Regions from separate parts of the Zea mays genome. Here regions 2 and 3 are each linked to region 1. Evidence: chromatin contacts called from public Hi-C data. All regions are on one chromosome and are shown on one strand. The core of a region is the stretch at or near the end of the contact, and the rest is flanking DNA. Distances in the headings are between cores, read along the strand shown. Region 1 holds the start of LOC100276506. Region 2 holds the start of LOC103649898 (paired amphipathic helix protein Sin3-like 3). Region 3 holds the start of LOC100279343.

Evidence for each region. A called contact is a pair of places that touch in the nucleus more often than the background predicts.
Region 2: a contact with region 1 is called in a Hi-C map of ear, with 2.1 times the contacts expected there. The contact joins the promoter of LOC103649898 here to the promoter of LOC100276506 in region 1. A contact is called at or near these places in 2 of 25 Hi-C or Micro-C datasets (ear and endosperm).
Region 3: a contact with region 1 is called in a Hi-C map of leaf, with 4 times the contacts expected there. The contact joins the promoter of LOC100279343 here to the promoter of LOC100276506 in region 1. A contact is called at or near these places in 4 of 25 Hi-C or Micro-C datasets (leaf, seedling and tassel).

What each region holds. Positions count from the first base shown.
Region 1 is chr3:28,453,913-28,457,005 of Zm-B73-REFERENCE-NAM-5.0, reverse strand. LOC100276506 reads right to left here and starts at 1,690. Exons shown (of 1, transcript NM_001152480.2): 1 at 387-1,690. The coding sequence starts at 1,638. The coding sequence ends at 502.
Region 2 is chr3:28,956,238-28,959,330 of Zm-B73-REFERENCE-NAM-5.0, reverse strand. It overlaps LOC103649898 (paired amphipathic helix protein Sin3-like 3), which reads left to right and starts at 1,604. Exons shown (of 26, transcript XM_008675581.3): 1 at 1,604-2,403; 2 at 2,729-2,968. The coding sequence starts at 2,330.
Region 3 is chr3:28,737,806-28,740,898 of Zm-B73-REFERENCE-NAM-5.0, reverse strand. LOC100279343 reads left to right here and starts at 1,508. Exons shown (of 4, transcript NM_001350286.1): 1 at 1,508-2,386; 2 at 2,653-2,771; 3 at 2,891-3,019. The coding sequence starts at 2,167.

The DNA.
Region 1 (3,093 bases), core at 441-2,940:
ACTCTCGTGCTCATGCTATCCCAAATTTCAGAGGCAGTTAAGTCAAAGGATGATTCAATTTTATGCGCAAGAAGCAGACAATCTTAATCACATAAGTTGCATTAATCAAAAGGGGGGCAGCAGTTGCAGGGACCATTAACAAGCAAATACTTACATGTCGAAGGACTTTAGAAGAAAACAGCCATAGTGAGATAGCAGCTGAATGCAGGATTTTTGCTTGGGCCTCAGACCAGTTCATATTTAAGGCCACTCATTATTTCCTACAAAATCCAAGAGGCTAGTTGATACCAGACTTGTTTGGATCTGGATGGTTGGATCATAGATAGACGTTAGAATTTCACAACAACTAAACAAGCATATCACAATTTGCAAAGTTCTTCAATATTCAATGCTGCAACACGTATCTCATCACTGCAATGCAATAAAACAGTTAAAAGTTTCCATGCATCGGCTTTGGAAGTACAAAAAAGTAAATAGTTTCGACAGAATAAGATCAACCTCTCACTTATCCAGTTGAAACCTATGCAGCAAGTCTAGGATTGGCCCAGAAGACTCTGCTTCGGCAGCGAGCTCCCTCACCATCAAGTCCGCAGCCCTCAAGTCCTCCCTCACATCAGCATTCAACACAAGATGTGAAAAATGATTATCCAGCAGCACTCCTAGCGCCCTAGCCACTGCTCCAAACGATGGCACGCTGTCACACTGCTCCAATCTGAGGTTTTCCACAGCCTCCGGGCAAGTGTGCGCTTCCGAGAAGCTCCAGTACTTCCGAATCCACTTGTTGAGATATCTCATCAACCTGACTACCTCCCCGCCATCAAGTTCAGCCAGAGCCGCTCCAAGCACCACGGAATCCACATTCCCTGATGCAAATAGGTAATGCAGACACACCTCTGGGGAGGTGAACCCATCGTGCCCCATCATGAGCAGCAGCGCCGCGAGCCTCGCCGCAGCGTCAACTTTCTTCCTCTTCACGGCGCTCTTCTCCCGACACCTGTTGACAGCAAGCACCGCGGCGTCCTTCCATCGGCACTTGACGTCCATCATGGCGTCGTAAGCCTTATCGGAGGCCGGCGAGAGGAAGCAACGGAGCGCGGCGAGGATCTCGGAGGAACGTATGTCGGCGGCCTGGCGGAGCAAGACGCAGACAAGGTCGACCCAGTCGTTGTCGCAGAGCGACGAGATGAGTTCCGGTGGCGGGTGCGGGAGGAGGCGGGATTCCGCGAGAGCAAGGAGGATGTCGTGCCCGGCGAGGCTTACCGCCTTGGAGGCCACAAGGGAGGCGATTGCGGCGGGGAAGTAAGGGGCGACAGCGCGGATGGCGGCGGGGAGGGCCGCCGGCGGGGTTGGGAGTGCGAGGGATCGTGACAGAGTGGTGATAAAGGTGGTGAGAAGGGCGCGGAGCTGCGGGAGGGAGGAGCAGGAGGCAAGCGAGGCCGCGAGGTAGGAAGCGGCGGTGGCGAGGGTGGGGTCGGCTGGGGAGAGCGACCAGGTGGAAGACGGTATTGGGGTGGGGAGCGTGGAGGATGGCGGCGGCGGCGGCGTGACACCCGGCGTGAGCACGATAGGGTGAGCCCTCTCGCTGGAGCCGGAGCGGGAGTCGGCGGCGGGGTTGGTGATGGCTGCGAGGAGGGTCATCTTGCCGGCGCCACGAGAGCGGGGACCGGTCGACGATGGGTTAGGGTTTTGGGGAGGGAGGGGCGAGGGAGAGAAGAGGAGAGGAATGGGGAGGGGTCCCGGGGATTAGGGGACGTCGGGGTGGGCCTCTGCTGGTTGACGTGACGGGCCGTGCGTCTTATATGGGCCTCCAGTTTTGCGGTTACCGTGTTGTGCTGTTGTGCGCTTCTTGCCCACTTTCGCAGCTGATGAGGCTGTACCCTCACAGTCCAATCCAGTCCGTGTGGTTCCAACAGAACCTAGAAGAGGATGCGACAGCTTTATTTACTATTCAAATTTTCTAAAGTTTAACTAAATTTGCAGAGTATAGAAGAGTATCAATATTCAAAACTTTTGCAGGGACCAAAATAAAAATAAAACTATAGAATTCATAACAAGATGCGCGCCATTGGCTAATTATGGTGCATACATACTGGCCCATATCCCACTTGCCCATTGGTCCAAGAGGAAAATGTGATGGCGCAGAAAGAGACCGCTGCAGCCCACGTTGTAACGCCCAACATCTCCTAGTTTGAGAATTAAATAAAGATCTCCAAAAGATTTATCTGAATCAGTGCTTTTTATGTGGACTATACATTTAAATTATTTTCTTAATTAAATAAATGGGAAATATATAAAATTATATTGTGCACTGCATTCTAGAGCATTATTTTTGTTTGTGTGAATTCAAAAAATTTGGATTTGAAATATCACCCGTGGAGGGATGGCGGGAAATATCTTATATACCTAGGCCTTTATGTGGGTTGGGCTCCGTGTGGGTTGTTTTTTAGGCCCGTGGAGCACCCGTGGGTGGGATAAAAAATCCCGCTCCAGACACCGTTATAGTTCAGGTCCTCAAACATGCAGACTCGCAGAGGAAAAATCAACCCCACCCCTACCGGGTCCAAAAATCGTGTGCCCCACCCCGATGTCATCCTTGAATTTTAGTAAGTCCTATATTATCTTTATATTTTTTTTATTTTTACACTAGTCCCACAACCTGTGCTATTGCATGGGCTAATAACTTGAAGAGATCTAAGCATTTGTAGTTTATATAAAAAGGCTCCACAACTTGCCTTCTCTCATTTGTGCATGCATATTCTCACACAATACTCGTATAAACATATTCTAATATGAATCCAGTTGTGTAATAAACTTTTAATTATTGATGAATTTTCTGTCTCAATATATTGTTGGTGACTTTACATCATATCGTACATGTGATATATTGATATTCACCTAGAGGGAGGTAAATAAACGAAACATGAAATTTGACACATAATACAAAACTTGATCCTAATTAGTTGGTTAAAGCAAGGTATAATTCAATCGGAGTAGGGAGATAAGTTCTTATTGCAATGTGTTGCTTTTGTCAATGTGCGGAATAAACTTAAGAGAAACACAAGTGATTGTAATGAAGAATAATGCAAGAGAACT
Region 2 (3,093 bases), core at 355-2,854, 500 kb before region 1:
CCCAAGCAATATGACTGGACACCAATCTTAAACTTTAACATATGTGGAGGTAGACCATTGGGTGTCACAATGTATACACGAAGTATTGAATAAACAATATGAATAATAAACCTATTTTTTCTTCTAAACCACTACGAGCCTCCCGAAGGGCACAATACATGATGACTTTCTCCATACTATCTCCTTTTTTAGTATCCATGTGTCACCCATGCTCACCTATAGGGAAGAGTAGAAGGTATGGAAGATCATCATAATACCCATGATACATGAACATCATGTCTGCTCTTATCTTTTCCATGTAAAACTATTCTAGAATTGACTAAAGACAACTACTACTTATAAAGCTGACGACATGTTATATGTTCTCTGGTCCAACCTTTACCTAGCCCTAGTTTGGAAACTCAAACCCCTCAAGATTGAAGGAGAATGGGGGGAGGGATTAGTTTAATTGTCCCTCAATCCCTATCACCCGAAGGGAATTTGAGTTTCCAAATTAGCCATCAAGGTTTTAGCGTGACACAATAGTCCTTGAGGTATTCAGTTCAATCCACACTCATAAGATGTTGTGAGTGCGGACTATCATGAAGGATATGTTATACATTTCTTTGTGTTTATCTTGTCATATTTAATTCTCAAATATGTTTTGAAAAAAAGAAAAGGCGATACTAAATTTTATGTCAAAACATGTCTTAAAACTATTTGGTTATTTCAGTGCTGAGTCGAATTGAATTGTTTGGTCTTTAATAATTTGCAATGTGTTTCAACCTTTCTTAGATGACCGAAATATTGAAAAATTGAACTAAATTCTTAGATATGATCAAACAAACATTTGTAGATGTGATTCTAAAATGAACTAAGCTAAGGAATTATGGGATGGAAAACTAGCTTTTATGTGAATTACTTATTACATAGAATAATTTCTCTACTGAGTTTATTCTCTAGAGTATCACTTTTATTAAATACTACTACCTCCACTCTCGAATATTTGTCACCACTAGTTCGTTTTTGAACTAAAACACAATAAATAAAATAAAACGGAGGGAGTAGTTTCTATATATAAAAATAGAAGGAGCACATTAAACTAACCGGAAGATCACATAGAAGATAAATAGACAGACAAATATGACCGAAAGAAAAAGTAATGTGAGCACTTGTGGATTGTATTGAACATACTAGCACGGACGACATTTTTATGGGGCCCAACTGCAAGGGTACGAGGACCAACAAATATTTATGGTAGAGCTTGCCAAACATTGGAGATTACATTGATGGAGTTCTTTGTGTTTTTTTTCGGATGACTTTGATATTTAGAGTTAGGTTTTGAGTTAAATTTGTTATTATTTTGTTTGGCTTGGGGTGATGAATTTAGCACATCGGACGGATCGCTCCCCACCATAGACGAATTCGGACACTTCTTTCTATGCGTATAGCCGTATACAAGCTATTTGGTCCGTCACCTCCAACTCAAGCAAACCCTAGCGCAGCGCTAAAGGTAGACAGTTCATTCCAGGAAGTATTTGTATTTGCGGCGATTCTATACGTATACACATCCTCCGTGATGTGAGTGACTTTTGTGACTCATGCAAGACGAGATAGAAAAATTATCAGCGCATTTCTTTCCAAACAACTCTCCGGTGATAGAAATAGAAAAATTAGGTTAACCTGCAGTGCGAGACGGGCCGCTGCCGGCGCGGTTCACCTCCACTGACGTGTGGGCCTCGAATGGCTAATCTGTCCTAACACGGGTAATCGCCCAGACCGGCACCCGTTGGCCGCTGCCGCTGCCGCTGCCGGGACCGGGAGTGCGCGTCCGACTGTCCGTGTTAACCACAAGCCTCCCAACGCGGTGAGCTCACCCTAGTCGGGTCCATCTCCGTCGTCCACGTCGCCCTTATCTCGGATCCGGCGGCGTCGGGCGGTGCAAGAACGGCCGCGGGCTGCGTCCCTTCCGCGATAGGTTTACTTTGCGGAGCCCTCACCCGCCCCTGTTCCTCCCAGCCCCCGAGCCGTTTCCCTTTCATTTCGTCTCTCCTCCTCGCTCCCTTTTCTCTTCTGGCGCCCCCACCCCCCTGGCGATTAGCTCCCGCCCGCCTCCCGCTCCGCTCCCCACCGCGCTCGCCGTGCTGTCTCGGCGCTGCGCCCGGCGGCGCCGTGAGGGTTGGAGGGTGCTCGTGGCCGGCAGATCCGGCGTCGGCGTCGGCGTCGGCGGACAGGCTCGGAGGTGAGATCGGCGGCGGGGAAGGGCAGAGCGCGCGAGGTGGTCGAGGGAGGAATCGGCTGCGCGCGGAGGCGGGGAGGAGGTCGAGCTCGCCTGGTGCTGCATGGGGGCATGAAGCGCGGCACCAGGGACGACGCCCTCATGGGGTCCCAGCTCAAACGCTCGAACGTTGTCCGATCCGATCCGTGAGTACTCGCCTCTCCGGCCCGTCTCGCTCCGGTTCCTCGCCGCCGCGGCTCTCACTTCTGCTGCTATGTTTGTATCTGTTTCCTTTCATTCTCGGCCTGGGTTTCGTCGCTTATCGATGGAGTTGCCGAGGAAACGGTCATATTTGAATCTGCTCGACTACTTCATGGTTGTTTTGCGTAAATTTTTTTGTTTGCTGAATTCATTTTCTTCCGCCCCAATTTCAAGTATAGTATGTGAAAATGTTTTTTCCTTTTTTTTGTTCTCCTTACGGTTTTATTATGTGATCCAACGGTCCGTTTTCCTATTGTGTATGTGTCGCAGGTCGGCTCAGCCACAGCATATGTCTGTGCCTGGTTCAGCGTCTGCGGCCGCACCGCCGCCTCAGGCTGGCGCTGCTCCGCCGGCGCAGCCGCAGCAGCCGTCCGGTGCGGCCTTTACCAACCAGAAGCTGACGACAAATGATGCGCTCGTCTACCTTAAGGCAGTTAAGGATAAGTTTCAGGACAAACGGGAGAAGTACGAGGAGTTCCTCGAGGTCATGCGCGACTTCAAGAGCGAGAGGTCGGTCCATTCTGCTGGCGCTCTGGTCAATCTGATCCATACCGTTTCCAAATGTTCCCCTTGGAGCAAAAATATTAGCTTTTCTGCGCGTTACTATTGTGTTGCCGTTCAACTGTTGGATGCAG
Region 3 (3,093 bases), core at 259-2,758, 280 kb before region 1:
AATTTCTTAGTACATCAGCGCACTACATCTGTATCCCCTGATTGATGTGTCAGATGCTAGAAAACAATAGCGCCTTACATCTATATCCCCTGATTGGTGTCTCAGCTGCTACAAAACAACCTCAACTGCCCAGCGTCCTGTTGACATTTACATCAGGTATTCAGCAATAAGGCAATATGGTAATTGTGGTCACATTACGTGGAAATCAACTGCCCTTATTTGTAAGCATGCAACTGTCTCCCTGTTGCACTTGCACTGCTTTAAAGAGTTGCTGCTCAATGGGCTCGGTCAGAAGTTAGTTAAGATCCTATCTTTTGACTTCTCTTCCTGTTTTCTTAGTTAACTTTTCAAGATTCAAATATATCTTTTGGAATAATAAAAATATAGTTTTATCATTTATTTATTTTAAAAGAATATCTTCAAAGGCATGAAAATCCATATAAACAGCCATCGTAATTAAAAAAATTGGTGAATTTTATCAAATCCCCAAAAAATAAGATTTTAGGTTGTTACATCTGCACCCACATATACCCACATATAATACGCCGGCCGAAAAATATCGTATCTGACCCGCCAGCGTCGCGCGAGCGGCGAGCCTGGGCTTCCGCGCACAACCATCCAATCACTCCCACTAGATGCAGGGTGGCTTCTTGATTTTAAATACAATGAATTTCTAGCATTGTCACGCAAGGGAATAAACGGGAATAAAACGGCTGCATTTTTTTATGGCACTTGTTGTGGAGTTCACAAACGATCACTGTGGTGTTTCTAACAAGAAGTTGTTTCATCAGGATTTATTTGGTAAAAAACCAAAAAAAAAAAGAAACGTTATAAATAAAACCGGTGCAAAAACAAAAAAAAACAGCTCTGGTAGGTATATCTGTAGCGTGACATGAGCTAGAGCCGTCTACGCACCATTTCTTTTAAGCGACTCCACCTAACGAACCAACTGCCACACTAGCCGAACTCTCTACGATCGCCCCATTTACAATTGCATTGCAATAATACTATTTGTAGTTCTATTATTATCTGCTACTGGTGTACTATTAAATATGAAAAAGAAAACCCGGTCTCAGACTCATGCATCTGACGCAACTGATGGTCTGACCGTTTCTTGCCATGGCTTCCCTTCCCTGAAGGTTATTACGCGAAGAAGAGCAGCGATTGGCAACAAGATTCCCAGAAGCAATGCCGTCCGTAATCCACTGCTGGCCTCCATGGCGTGATGCGTGACTGGTAAACGCGTCCTCTGTTTGCGTCGCGTGCACAGCCAGCGCCGAGCCAAAAAGAAAAAAAAAGGAGGACCATACGCAACGCATGCATGTCCAAACTGCAGCAGCGCCCAAAACACAGTGAATATGCAGGGCTTAGTTACAGACAAGGAGCAAAATGATAAACACCCACCCAAGCGGAGCGGTAACAGCCAAGCGATAATGCAAGATTGCGCTTGCGCTCCGTGCCATACATAAATACGCTTCGACATGACAGGGCAGGGCAGGGCAGGACACGCACGTAGTACATACAGGTCACCCGTTTCGATCTCAATTCGTGTACTAGTATAATAGTAGTAGCTAGGATTAAGTTAGCAAGACAGGAGCTGTGAGGGGACCTGCCGGTATACTACTATCTAACCTTGGCTGCAGCTGCAACCCTCCTCCTACCTTGGTTTCTCTATCCCCTCTCCTCTGATCGGCTGGTCCCCGTTGCATTGGCCTTGGCCCTTGCCATGCCAACCTCATCAACGCCTCTCAACTCTAGCTAGCCAGCCACACCTCCTCTGCTCTGGTCCTCCCCGCCATTAGCCGGTAGCTGCCTAAGCTGCTAACCTTGCTATCTTAGCTACTTCTACTAGTCTAGTGCGTATTTTGTGTCCTGTACATGCTTAGTTCGTCCCCCGCCCCGACCTAACGTGCGAGTGCCGGACTGCTGCGGAAGGAAGGAAGGGAGGGAGGAGGCCGGGCATCAGGGACAAGGAAGACTAGCTCGACATTAATTTCGTTCCGGTAAGGGGAATCCGGAATCGTTCGGCATGGATAATCAGCGAGCCACCTCAACCTCAAAGGGAATCGGCTGCTAGCTAGGAGCTAGCGAGGAGGAGGGTTATCGGCTCCTCCGGCAATCCTGAGGCCGGCTAGCTGAGGGCGAGGCAGCGTCACGCCCGTCCGTATGCATGGAGAGCCAGAGGGTGGTGGTGGTGGTGGAGGACGCGGGCGCCGCGCGGTCGGCGCTGCAGTGGGCCGTCGGCAACTTCATCCGCGGCAGCGACTCCATCACGCTGCTCCACGTCTGCCCGCCGGCGCGGTCGCGCAGGAAGCGCCGCCGCCTCCGCCTCGGCGGCTTCCAGCTCGCGCTCGCCTTCAAGGACCTCTGCAACGGCATCGCCGAGGTACGCACGCACGTGGGCTCAGTGAGTCTCACCCACTCACGGGCAAATTAATTAGGAACAAAGGCAGCAGCACTGCAGCTGGTCGCTGCCCGGTTGGATTTTGCAAGCTGGTGGTAGGTTAAGTTAGCCGCTCGATTGCAATCAATCGGCCGGCGTGGCGTCGCTGTCGCGCCGTCAATTGGCCGCCGCTGTTGTTGATCAGCGTCGTCGGTCTCGTAGTCGGTCGACGTCCGGGTCCGGCTGACGATCCGGAGGATGCGCTGCAGGCCAAGGTGGAGATCGTGGTGACGGAGGGGGAGCTCGGGGAGACGGTGGTGGCGACGGTGAACCAGCTCGGCGCCTCCACGCTCGTCGTCGGCCTCCACGACAAGAGCTTCCTCTACAGGTGAACCATGAATTCGTATTCCGTTTGTCTCTTGTGAACTCTGAGCATGCAAGCTCGATCCAGAACCCGTTGTTGGACTGAATCTTTCGCTTGTTTATTACGGCGGGTGCGCGCAGCAGGGCGCCGAGCCAGTACAGCCGAGTCATCAGGAGCCTGGGCTGCAGGGTCCTCGCCGTCCGGCAGCACGCCACGGCGCGGGACGGCTTCCTGAACGCCGAGCTCACCCAGATCGAGACCGTGAACCTGCAGTAAGCAAGCACCACCTGTCTGTTGGCTTGGTTCGTTGGCTAGCTAGCTAGCAAGCAAGTAAAGCATGCGCCGG